2 separate regions of the Mus musculus genome follow, and region 1 is linked to region 2. The links are chromatin contacts, called in public promoter capture Hi-C maps. All regions are on one chromosome and are shown on one strand. Each heading gives the region's core, a stretch centred on a gene start, on an enhancer-like site or on the middle of the called end of the contact. The rest is flanking DNA. Distances are from core to core; before and after follow the strand shown. Region 1 overlaps Heatr1 (HEAT repeat containing 1). Region 2 overlaps Mtr (5-methyltetrahydrofolate-homocysteine methyltransferase).

Region 1 (5,211 bases), core at 1,455-3,954, 200 kb after region 2:
GCCCCGTCTAGGCTGTCTAGTGAGTTCAGGGTCAGTCTTAACAGTAAAAAGAAGTCTGAAGCTGGAGCTCTGTGGCTGGATTACTGTGTAGCATGACCAAGACCCTAGCTGACTGCTCTACACTGGGGGTGGGGGAAGAACAGTTGCTTGAATGTGGTTGTGTGACTTGGGACTCAGACCCAAGCAGGGGAGATGGGAAAGAAGACTGGCCCTTCTTGTAGCTCTGATTACAGGTTGTTTTGGCTTCCATTTCTTCAGGTCCACCGCTTTCTCAAACTGGTTCCAGTCCTTCTGGCCATTGTGCAACATAAGAAAAGGGAGGCAGAGGATGAACAGGCAATTAACAGACAGACAGCGCTGTACACCCTGAAACTCCTGTGCAAGAACTTCGGGGCACAGAACCGAGAGCCTTTCATACCAGTTCTCAGCACTGCAGTAAAGCTGATAGAACCAGAGAAAAAGGAGGAGAAGAATGTCCTGGGAAGCGCCCTGCTGTGCATAGCAGAGGTGACGTCCACTCTGGAAGCGCTGGCCATCCCCCAGCTGCCCAGGTACCTAGGAACAGGAGCCACTACAACGGAAATGGGGAAGGAATGCGTTCAGGGCTTCGGCTTCTTGAATAGAAAGTAAAGGAAAATAGAGTAGTGAAAGAATTGATCTTTTCTTTGCTCTGGAAAGTGCACCATTTCCTGTGACCTTCAGACATTGCTTGGCGATGTTCTTCCTTTCCAGAGTCGCAGTGCTTAGGGAGCAGCGGAAGCATGGCCAGAGCAGCCGTTTGCTGTGGCAGAGGCAAGCTGGGCGCTCCTGACTCTGCATTTGGCTCTGACCATAGCCTGCTAGCATTGTAACAAGTTACTAATCTTAAAACCCTGCCATCTGTAATACAGGGCCATATCCTCTACACACACAGACACACACACACACACACACACACCGTGTTTCTCTTTATAGGCCTTGTTGTGCTCTGCACATGTTCAGCCATTGAAGACATTCCTTTTCACGGCTACCATGTGTCAGCACTGTTGGCACCAAGGATTTTTTTGGATCTAGTAGTAGAAAATGTACAGGCAGTATTCTGCATACTGTGGGTTACAGTGTTGTGTAGCAAACACAGCTGGCTGAGAGTTTTTCTTCATGTCCCCAGCTCCCTTCTTCAGTGTTTGTGGCTTGAAGCTGCTCTAACACACTTGTTCCTTCTTGCCAGCCTGATGCCTTCGCTGCTGACAGCCATGAAGAGCACCAGTGAGTTGGTCCACAGTGAGGTCTGCCTGCTCAGCGCCCTGGCTGCCCTGCACAAAGTCGTTGAGACTCTGCCACACTTCATCAGCCCCTACCTGGAAGGCCTTCTGACCCAGGTGGGTTTGGTTATTGTGACTTGCTGCTCAGGGTGGCCAGGGGGACAGTTTCACCCCTCAGTCATCTTACTGGCTCGCTCTTCCTATGATTCATTATGTGATTCTTGTTTCCAAACAGAGGTGTGTGTCTGTTGAACATGTACCTCTTTCTCTTTCGTTGTCATCTCTGCTTCATCATGGAACCAACAGGCAAAATAGGGTGTCTTTCTTTCAGCTGTGTGTGATGTACAGCTTTTATTTACCTTAGATCGTTGAGGGTGGCAGGAAGAGTTGCCCGCTGTTATTTAGGAAATTAGTATGGCTGTGGCTTTGATGGGAAAGCGTCTTTAGCTGTAAGGTGTTTCATATAGTGGGCTTCTTCCTTTACAGGTGAGCTGTTGCCTGTCAGCACACTGTGAGCGAGTGGCATTAGCTGAAAATAGCCATGAAAGTCAGTCCTCCTTGACCAGGTTACTAGTGTTCTGGTTTGTGATTCCTTGCCGTGTGAAGCTGAGTCTTGACTGCCATGGTGCCAGTGACTTGACATTCATTGTCTTCAGCAAGGGCTCAAAGCTGCTGTCTCTTGGAAGGGGGCTAAGCTGATGGAGTCTTCCTCAGCTGCTTTTAGTGAGCAAGAACCTGAGTTGTAGGAAAGCCATCGATCGGGCTGAGAGTTCTCTGTACTCCTGCGCTCGACATTCACCTTCTTCATCGGCTTCCAGTCAGGGGAGTCATCCACTCAGTTTCATCTGCAGATAATCAGTTTGCTTTAGAAGAGTTATTTGTTCATCCTGTGAGTGTGCTTGCCAGCACAGTCCAGTGCCCTCAGTCACTGTTTTTCATGTTCCTGCAGGTGATTCACCTAGAGAAAATCACTAGAGAAATGGGTTCTGCCTCACAGGCTAACATTCGCCTGACAGCTCTTAAAAAGACCCTGGCCACTGAGCTCTCACCTCGAGTCCTACTGCCAGCCATTAGCAAGACTTTCAAACAGATCCAGAAGAACTGGAAGGTGAGTGTTAACTGTTGATCTCTGGAGCGGGAAGGTGGTGCTGAATGCTCAGTGTTCGTGTCTGGGAGCATAGCATCGTTCACTTCTGTGAGGATGCACTGAGCTCTAAGACAAGGCAAACATATTCTCTGCTGTATTCACGGTAGAATCACATGGGCCCATTTATGAGCATCTTACAAGAGCACATTGGGGTGATGAAGAAGGAAGAGCTCTTATCTCACCAGTCTCAGCTGACCACATTTTTCCTGGAAGCCCTGGACTTCCGGGCACAGCATTCAGAGGTGAGCTGGTCCCCACTCCCCAGGCCCTGAAGCTGTCATTTCCTATCTGTGCAAGAGCCAGATTAATTTTTAACAGTGTAGCATTTGTCCTTGCCAAAACATTGAGTCCATGCCAATTAGTTCCTTTCTTTTCAGGACGATCTAGAGGAAGTTGGGAAAACGGAAGGTTGGATCATTGACTGTCTAGTGGCCATGGTGGTGAAGCTCTCAGAGGTCACATTCAGGCCTCTCTTCTTCAAGGTGAGCCTTTCTTACCTGCATGTCATGCTCACTGTCACTGGCAGGGTGAGTAGATGATGTCACTGTTCTCTCCTGGTTGTAGCTGTTTGATTGGGCCAAGACAGAAGATGCGCCGAAGGACAGGCTGTTGACATTTTACAATCTGGCTGACTGCATTGCTGAGAAGTTGAAAGGCCTTTTCACTCTGTTTGCTGGCCACTTGGTGAAACCTTTTGCTGATACCTTGAACCAAGTAAACATCTCCAAAACAGGTTGGTAGCTCCTTTGGGCCAAGGCACCCGTGTCCGTGTGTCTGACACAGGCACGTAGACAAGACCTAGAGCTCAGAAAAGACTTACAATCCTTGGTGTAAGGATGGTGAACTTTTACTTTGCCATATTTTCTATTATGTTAGAACAAATAATCGACATAAGAGAAAGGGTAAAGTGGGCATTATTACTCATTATTGGTAGTAGCTGTATAATTTGGGACTGGAGACAGCCCAGTGGTAGAGTGTGTCCCTGATATAGGTAAGGTCATGGGTTCCTCCCCAGGTTTGGATCGGTCTGTCCTTTGCTGATAATTATCTGAACTTGCTCAACTTAAGCACCACAGTCTTAGCTCTAAAGGAGAGCCCCATCTGTGGACACCATTGTTTGGTGTTGTACCATTTACAGCTTCTAGGTCATTCGCACAGTCTCCTAGCTGTAGTTATGGCAGTGTCTCTAAGCACCAGGACTGAGTGTTTTGCATTTGTACTCTTTCCCTGCATACAGACGAAGCCTTCTTTGACTCCGAACGTGACCCTGAAAAGTGCTGCTTGTTGCTGCAGTTTATCTTGAACTGCTTGTATAAGGTCTTCCTTTTTGACACCCAGAATTTCATGAGTAGGGAGAGAGCAGAAGCCCTGATGATGCCCCTGGTGGATCAGGTAACCCACTGCAAGGCCTTCTGTCACTGAGGCCTCCTGGATCCGTCTCTGCAGGGTTTGTATATGTGACATGATAGCTTACAAGGCTTAGTCATACAGTGTTTTCAGGAGACGGATCCTTTAAGGAAAATGTTACTCAAAAATGGATTTTCCATGGGTTTGACTTGTCTTTATTGTGGAGTTCATTGAGTTTTACTTGGGAATTTCAAAAGGAAAGAAATAAGATCTCATTGTCAGTTTATCCATTGAAAAGGTTTGTTAACTATTGTTAAAGGAGCCTCGCTGAGCATGGCTGCTCCCACAGGAAAGTTCCACCACCCCAGGTCTTCCAGAGGGAGAAGTTGGTGCTAAGGGCTTTTGCAGCTGTTTGAGATCCAGAGGGAAGAAGTTGGCCCTAGAGACAAGATTAGTATGGGGAGAACTTACTTTTTGAGCCTGTTAATGCTGACAGCCCATGTATCTTCCCAGCTGGAAAACAGGCTTGGAGGAGAAGAAAGGTTTCAGGAACGGGTAACCAAGTACCTGGTGCCCTGCATCGCACAGTTCTCTGTGGCCATGGCAGATGACTCCATGTGGAAACCCCTGAACTACCAGATTTTGCTGAAGACAAGAGACTCTTCCCCTAAGGTGAGCACTGGGAGTCAGTCTCAGATGCCGCATTCCCCTGGTGGGTGTTGCCTAAATGCCCACCTGGAGTCATGATGTCAGCCGGGGTACTGACAGGGACAGCCTGGCCCTAGGCCCGCACTACTAGAGGTCTGAGCTGCTGTATAATATGGAGTTCTAGCTTTCATAAAGAACTCTTGGGCTGGGAAGATGATTCAGTTGATGAAGTGCCTGTTGTGCAAGCATATGAACAAAGTTTGACCTCTAGAATTCACATAGAAAGCCACCTGCTAGGGGCTAGAGAGACGGCTCAGCACTTGGGAGTTGGCTTCTCTTCCAGAGGACCCAAGTTCAATTACCAGTACCCACATGGTGGCTCACAACTTTTTATGGCTCCACTTCCAATGGCTTTGCCCACTTTACTCAGATATACACTCAGACAAAACACCAATGCACATAAAACATAAGTAAATCATTTAAGGAAGAAAAAAAGAAAGCCAGCATGCTGGCATGTATCTGAGAGTTACATGCAAAACTGAGAGATTCGCTGGAAAAAATTAAAGTGTGGCACCTGAGGAACAGCACTTGAAATTGGCCTCTGACCTTCAGATGCATGTGTGCACAAGTGCACACTCAGCCACCACACACACGTATATACAGTAAAGAATTCCTGATTTCTTCTGTAGGCTCTCATAAATAGCTATATTTCACAGTGCCCTAGGTAAAGTAGGCAGGAGCATTAGCATACTAAATACCACTGGTTAGAAATGAGTGCCGTGGTACATTGAGTGAAGTTAACATTCCTTACCTGGAATTTTCTAGCCG
Region 2 (5,647 bases), core at 456-2,955:
AGGAAGCCCTACCTGAGCTCCATTTTCCATGGTGGGAATTGAACCGGCGTGGCAGCCACAGCTAAGTGCATCCCTCTGAGATACGACAGTCAGCCCTCAGACTGCAGACAACGGACAAAACTCAGTCTCTTGAAGCCTACCTCTCCCAGATACCTGACAACAGCCATCTGACAACAGCCAAGCTAAAGCCCTAACACTCTCCAAAATCTGTTCCACGTGGACAGACTGCTTAGTTAGGAAAGCTCAGAATGAGAAATAACTGCACGGGATAGAAAAAGAGTTCCTGAGTGGATGGATAGACAAGGTTGTACAACCTTGGCAATGTCAGGCTCAGAAGCAATGGAGTTGCAAAATCTGGTCATTGCACTGGGACCATCCAGCATGCCGTCGTCCATGTTGATATCGAGCACCTGAGCTCCCATTTCCACCTGTGCTTTGGCAATGCTCAGGGCTTCCTGGAAAAGGAATGGAAGAAGCATGGTTAGGAGCTGTCTAGGCAGAGTAATTCCTCCCATCCCCGGAGGACCTTTGTTACTGAAACACACACAGGTTGTCCCCTGCTGCCCAACACTCAACATTGGCTAGTAACCCTTTCCACACATCAGCTCCCTGCTTGGAGTCCACCAAGGCAGTGTCCTACCTAAGGCAATCAACACCTGCACTAAAAAAGAAAACTCTAGAGGATGCCAAGAAACAGTAATTAACAATCCCAAAATCGAGGCTAATCCTAACACTTGGGAGGCAGAGGCAGGCAGACCACTGTGAGTTCAAGACCAGCCTGGTCTACATGGTGAGTTCCACCAAGACAGCCAGAAGTACATAAGACCCTGTCTTGGGCATAGGTGAGTAGTGCTAATTCCATAGGCTAGAAAGCGGGGCCAAAGAGTAAGGGCATCTAATCACAACCATGAAGATCTGGGGTTGTAGCTCAGGACACAGGAGTAAGCCAGGCTTCTCACAGAGTGCCTCTGGCTCCAGCTCTAAGGAGTCAATGCCCTTTTCTGCATGCACACACACATGCATAAACTCACAATAAGTATATTTGTTTTTTAGAAAACTAAATCTATCCAGATCCTAAAATTAAAAAAAAAAAATCATTAAAACTCAAAGGACAGTGAGAGGGTTCTGGTAAAGGTGTTTGATGCCAAACCTGACAACCTGAGTTTGACCCCCAAAGTATAAGTGTGGAAGAACAAAATCAACTCTTGCAAGTTGTCCTTTGACCGCCACATGCACGCAGTGGCTTGCATATGACTGTCCAAGTACAAATACACACACACAGTAAGTTAATTAAAAGAAAAAAAATTTTGAGGCAGGGTCTCACTCTGTAGACCAGGCCAGCCTGAACTCAGAGAATCTACCTGCCTATGCCTTCCAAGTGTTGGTATTGACGACATTTATCACTATGCCCCAGTTTAAAAAAATAATAATAAGTCACAGTAAAACAAAACAAACAAAAGCAACCTAAAACCTCAACCATTTTCCTCCGTTTTTAATTTCATATTTGTAGAAAGTAAACTCTATCCAGATGTCTTGGGCATGCACTGTGTGGATTAAATTTGAGTCATCTTAAGTATTACTCTAAAAATTCAGAGTTCTCAAGGCAAGGGCCTGATCGTTTTGTTCTGACCTACAGCTAATAGGATCAGCAATGCCTTCACCAGTAAGCATCTGATGTGGTCAGATGAGTACAAAGTCTCCTTGGCAGGAGCAGAGATGATTCAGCACTTAAAAATACTTGTTCTTGTAGAGGACCCAGGTCCAGTCCTCCGGACCAACATGGCACTTCAAAAGCATCTGTAACTCTATCTCCTGGGGATCCAGTGCCCTCTTCTGGTCCCATGGGCACCAGGCACATACATGGTGCACATACATTCACATAAGCAAAACGTTCGTATACATAATACATAATTTTTAAAAAGCCAAGGGGCTTTCACTTTCCATAGAACAGTTTCAGAGTGGCCAAAATGGAAAATATTCCCAAATATCCAAACTTAACAACGAAAGGCCAGAAGCTGGGTCCCTCTGAGTCAGCTCCCTCCATGCTCCAGTAATGCTTTGGGGGCAGGACCAACAGCAGCAGCTTCAGATCTCCAGCAGCCTCACCTCCTGCCAGATGCCATTAGCATCCCTACATTAGCATCCCTACATTAGCATCCCTCTAGCCCTGCAACAGCACCAGCACGGGCCAGAACTCAACACTGCTGACATGCAGTTACCCAGAGGCACGGCAACACCCCCAGGGAGCAGGGTTCTCACGAGGATGCTCACTTCATAGTTTCCTGCCATGATGAGTTTAGCAAATTTCCTGGATCCTGCCACATTACAGCGCTCTCCAATGTTAACAAAGTTGGTGTATGGTCCAATCCTGAAGGGCTCTAGACCTTAAAAGGAGAAACATTTTGAAAAACTCTTGAAAATGCACATGGATGGCATGAAACAAAACATTTTCAGAAAAAAAAAAAATGTCCATCTGAGCAGATGGGACAGGAGATCTAATAGGGAAACAGGGTCACAATCTTTCCTTTTCTGAACACCCAAAGGGCTCTTTGTTGCTGCTGTGCTTACAACCAGATCTCCAAGGGAGGGAACACTTCAGAGCTCTGTGCTACAAGAACCACTAGTGGGCTGAACCGGACAACCTCTGAAAATGAAGGAAAGTCATCACAGCCCTTAACTAAGGGCAGGGCAAGAGCCAGGAAGCAACTTCCCATCAGAAGAGGGCTGAGCTCCTCCCGCTGCCATGTGTGTGAGTTCACATGTGCAGCTACTCTGCTGGGTCTGCAAACCCTGCTTGATGCTACCACAGCCTCTGAAAGCTGTGGGGTGTCTGTCTCACTCTCCCCTGAAAATCCCTAGGCCTCGGGAGGGAGAGGGCTGTCATGTCTCATCACTGGCTGACTGGGGGGAGCCCCCCCCCCATGATCCCACCGTGAGCTGATGAACTGAGAAGCTATTGGCATGGGAAGCTGCTGGGATGCAGGGCCACAGAGAGGCACAGAAGGAGAGGGAAATTCAATGTGTTACTCTTCTTTTCACAACTAGCTGGGTGACACCAACAGAGCTTGGGAGGGGGAAGAAAACTAAAACTGGGTAGGAAGGGACAGCAGAGTAGAAAGGGTAATTATTGGAAGAGTTGAGATATGTGTCAACATGTTCAAATATGTTGTATAAAATTCTCAAATAAAGACTATTGTAAAAACAAAAACAAACAGAAAGAATTGTTGAATCAGACCGTAGTCCCAGCAATGTAGCTTATAGAAATTTGAAGCCATTATATATTCTCTTTTTCCTTTTTTGCTCCATTGATGCTGTCAGAAATCAGCTTAGAGATGAACAGATCAAATCTCTTCACCCCATCAACAGTGTATGTGAAAGTTCACTTCATCTCTTTCACTGAGAGACCATGAACCTGAAACTAGCACTGAAACTGGATGAGGGAGGACCAGCATGGAGATCCAGGAGTCGCTGTGACAGTCACTGTGAGGAACCAAGGCAGCCATTGGGCTTCTGGCATATAATTACTTTATTTGCTAAGGAGTAATGGCATCTGCCCTGGCACAAGCTAATGCAGATGCAAGTGCCAGCTATACCTGTAGATGCATTACACACAGGTAACAAAAGCAACATAGAGACTACGAAGTGTCACAGAAAAGGTTCTCACACAGCCTTTACTTTCCCCGAATAGCACAGGCAGGCGCTGGGGACACATGGCCTTATGTGTAGGATCACTAATATGGTTCTACAAACCTGAGACAACTGCTCACACAACCTTTCAGCTTACAAATCAGTCAGTGGCTCTTCCTTAATTACATAAAAATGAAGCACAAAATTAGCATCATCTATCAGAGCTAAGAAAAGATGACCACCCTTGAGTCCTTTGCCAAAACATTAAGAAAAAAAAAAACAGTATGAGCAAGAGGAAGATTATGAATATGGAGTAGGTAATTGTACAGATATTCCAGGCCATTTGTTCACAGACGCAGGAAGCAATTACTTTCTACAGTTTCAGCTGCTGCCTTTTCTCAGTGCTAATGAGCCTTGTGCCCTGACCTTTCATAGAATCTGCAGGTTTGTCTACCAGGCAAATAGGGATGACCACCACTAAATGCTGAGGGTGCTTGTATGATTTGAGGGCATTCTACAAAGTGCTTCTGATGCAGCGGGATGACATGTCAAATACAGAAGCAGTACTTCTCTTGTTTACCACTTCTACTAAAGTTGATAAAAGTATCCTTCAGACTGAACATGGTGGCACACACTTGTCATCCTAGACTCAAAAAGTGAAGACAGAGCCGGGCGTGGTGGTGCACGCCTTTAATCCCAGCACTTGGGAGGCAGAAGCAGGTGGATTTCTGAGTTCAAGGCCAGCCTGGTCTACAGAGTGAGTTCCAGGACAGCCAGGGCTACACAGAGAAACCCTGTCTCCAAAAAAAAAAAAAAAAAAAAAAAAAAAAGTGGAGACAGAAGGATTGCTAGTTTGAGGTGACCCCTGGCTATACAGTGAGACTGTCTTAATTCACCACCATTTCAGGAAAAAAATAAAAACTGATGATACACGCCTGATGATACATGGTATTTGTATGATGATACATCTCAACACTAAGGAGGCAGAGGCAGGTGGATCTCTGGGAGTTTGAGGCCATTTTTACCCAGAAATTAATCTTTCCACCCCATTTCTAGGAAAAAAAGTTCTGTAGTAAATTTCCCTAAGTGCCACGAAAACTAAGCACTCTTTGACCTAATAAGCTTCCTGGCATGGATATCACTATCCACTAGAACAAGCACATTGACTACACCCGAACAACTACATCCTCATGACTTACCAGACAGTAACATATGTCCTTCAAAAACACTAGCAGGGGGGACTCTTGGCTTACACTTTTTCACAGCTTCCGCAATTTCCCTAAATTAAAAGAGAAAACACTATATTCATTAATTCAGAGTAGCATAATTTTAATTAAACTAATTTCCAGCTATGAAATGAATGAATTCAGCATCACTATACCCAACTATACCCATGCAGATAATGATATGCCTACTTAATGTACAGCAGCAGTTACATCCGTCAGCTTTCTTTCTCAGCAACAGAAGGCTCATCATTGCTGACTGCTGCCTGTGCCTTCAGAGGCAGGAGCCTGGAGCTCCGTGAGGTCTGCTAACAAATGCCAACTGCTAACCTCTTCCCCCTTCCCCCAGCTCACAGACAGTCTCTACAAATCTACACACAGAACATGTTGTTGCTACCTAATCAACAGCTCAACAACTTCAAAGGAAGTCGGTAACTCTGAGAAATAACTGGGGAAGAGTAGGGTCCTGTGCATTTGTTTTAGCTACAGCAGGCACACAGCAGGGAAAGGACAGATAAATACAATTGCTCCTCTCTTCAAAATTTCAGTTACACACAGTGTCTGTAACATTGTCAACTTTAATGTGTTTGATAGCCATAAAAATCTAGCTTCTGGGGGGCTGGAGAGATGGCTCAATGGTTAAGAGCTCTGACTGTTCTTCCGAAGGTCCTAAGTTCAAATCCCAGCAACCACATTGTGGCTCACAACCATCCGTAATGAGATCTGACTCCTTCTTCTGGAGTGTCTGAAGACAGCTACAGTGTACTTACATATAATAAATAAATCTTTTTAAAAAA

The links. Capture Hi-C pulls out chosen DNA fragments and counts their contacts.
Region 1: a promoter capture Hi-C map of liver shows a contact between it and region 2. The contact joins two enhancer-like sites. A contact is called at or near these places in 9 of 39 promoter capture datasets (3T3-L1-derived adipocytes, the HPC-7 cell line, HPC-7-derived erythroid cells and 6 more), 11 of 484 Hi-C or Micro-C datasets (the G1E-ER4 cell line, bone marrow-derived macrophages, embryonic stem cells and 5 more), 2 of 115 datasets of contacts at active chromatin or transcription factors (both in embryonic stem cells) and 2 of 9 other capture datasets (adipose tissue and liver).

What each region holds. Positions count from the first base shown.
Region 1 is chr13:12,431,422-12,436,632 of GRCm38.p6, forward strand. Heatr1 (HEAT repeat containing 1) reads left to right here. Exons shown (of 45, transcript NM_144835.4): 36 at 259-551; 37 at 1,208-1,358; 38 at 2,191-2,349; 39 at 2,496-2,630; 40 at 2,766-2,870; 41 at 2,953-3,121; 42 at 3,626-3,780; 43 at 4,249-4,407. Among named protein-coding and RNA genes, the nearest start is that of Lgals8, 28 kb to the right of the region's middle. Within about 2 kb of position 2,705, at least 3 of the 459 cell types and tissues checked have an H3K27ac peak or open chromatin away from gene starts, as enhancers often do. A contact at or near this core is called in liver, where this site is marked.
Region 2 is chr13:12,230,631-12,236,277 of GRCm38.p6, forward strand. Mtr (5-methyltetrahydrofolate-homocysteine methyltransferase) reads right to left here. Exons shown (of 33, transcript NM_001081128.3): 12 at 4,827-4,906; 13 at 2,272-2,384; 14 at 315-455. Among named protein-coding and RNA genes, the nearest start is that of Mtr, 25 kb to the right of the region's middle. Within about 2 kb of position 1,706, at least 13 of the 459 cell types and tissues checked have an H3K27ac peak or open chromatin away from gene starts, as enhancers often do. A contact at or near this core is called in liver, where this site is marked.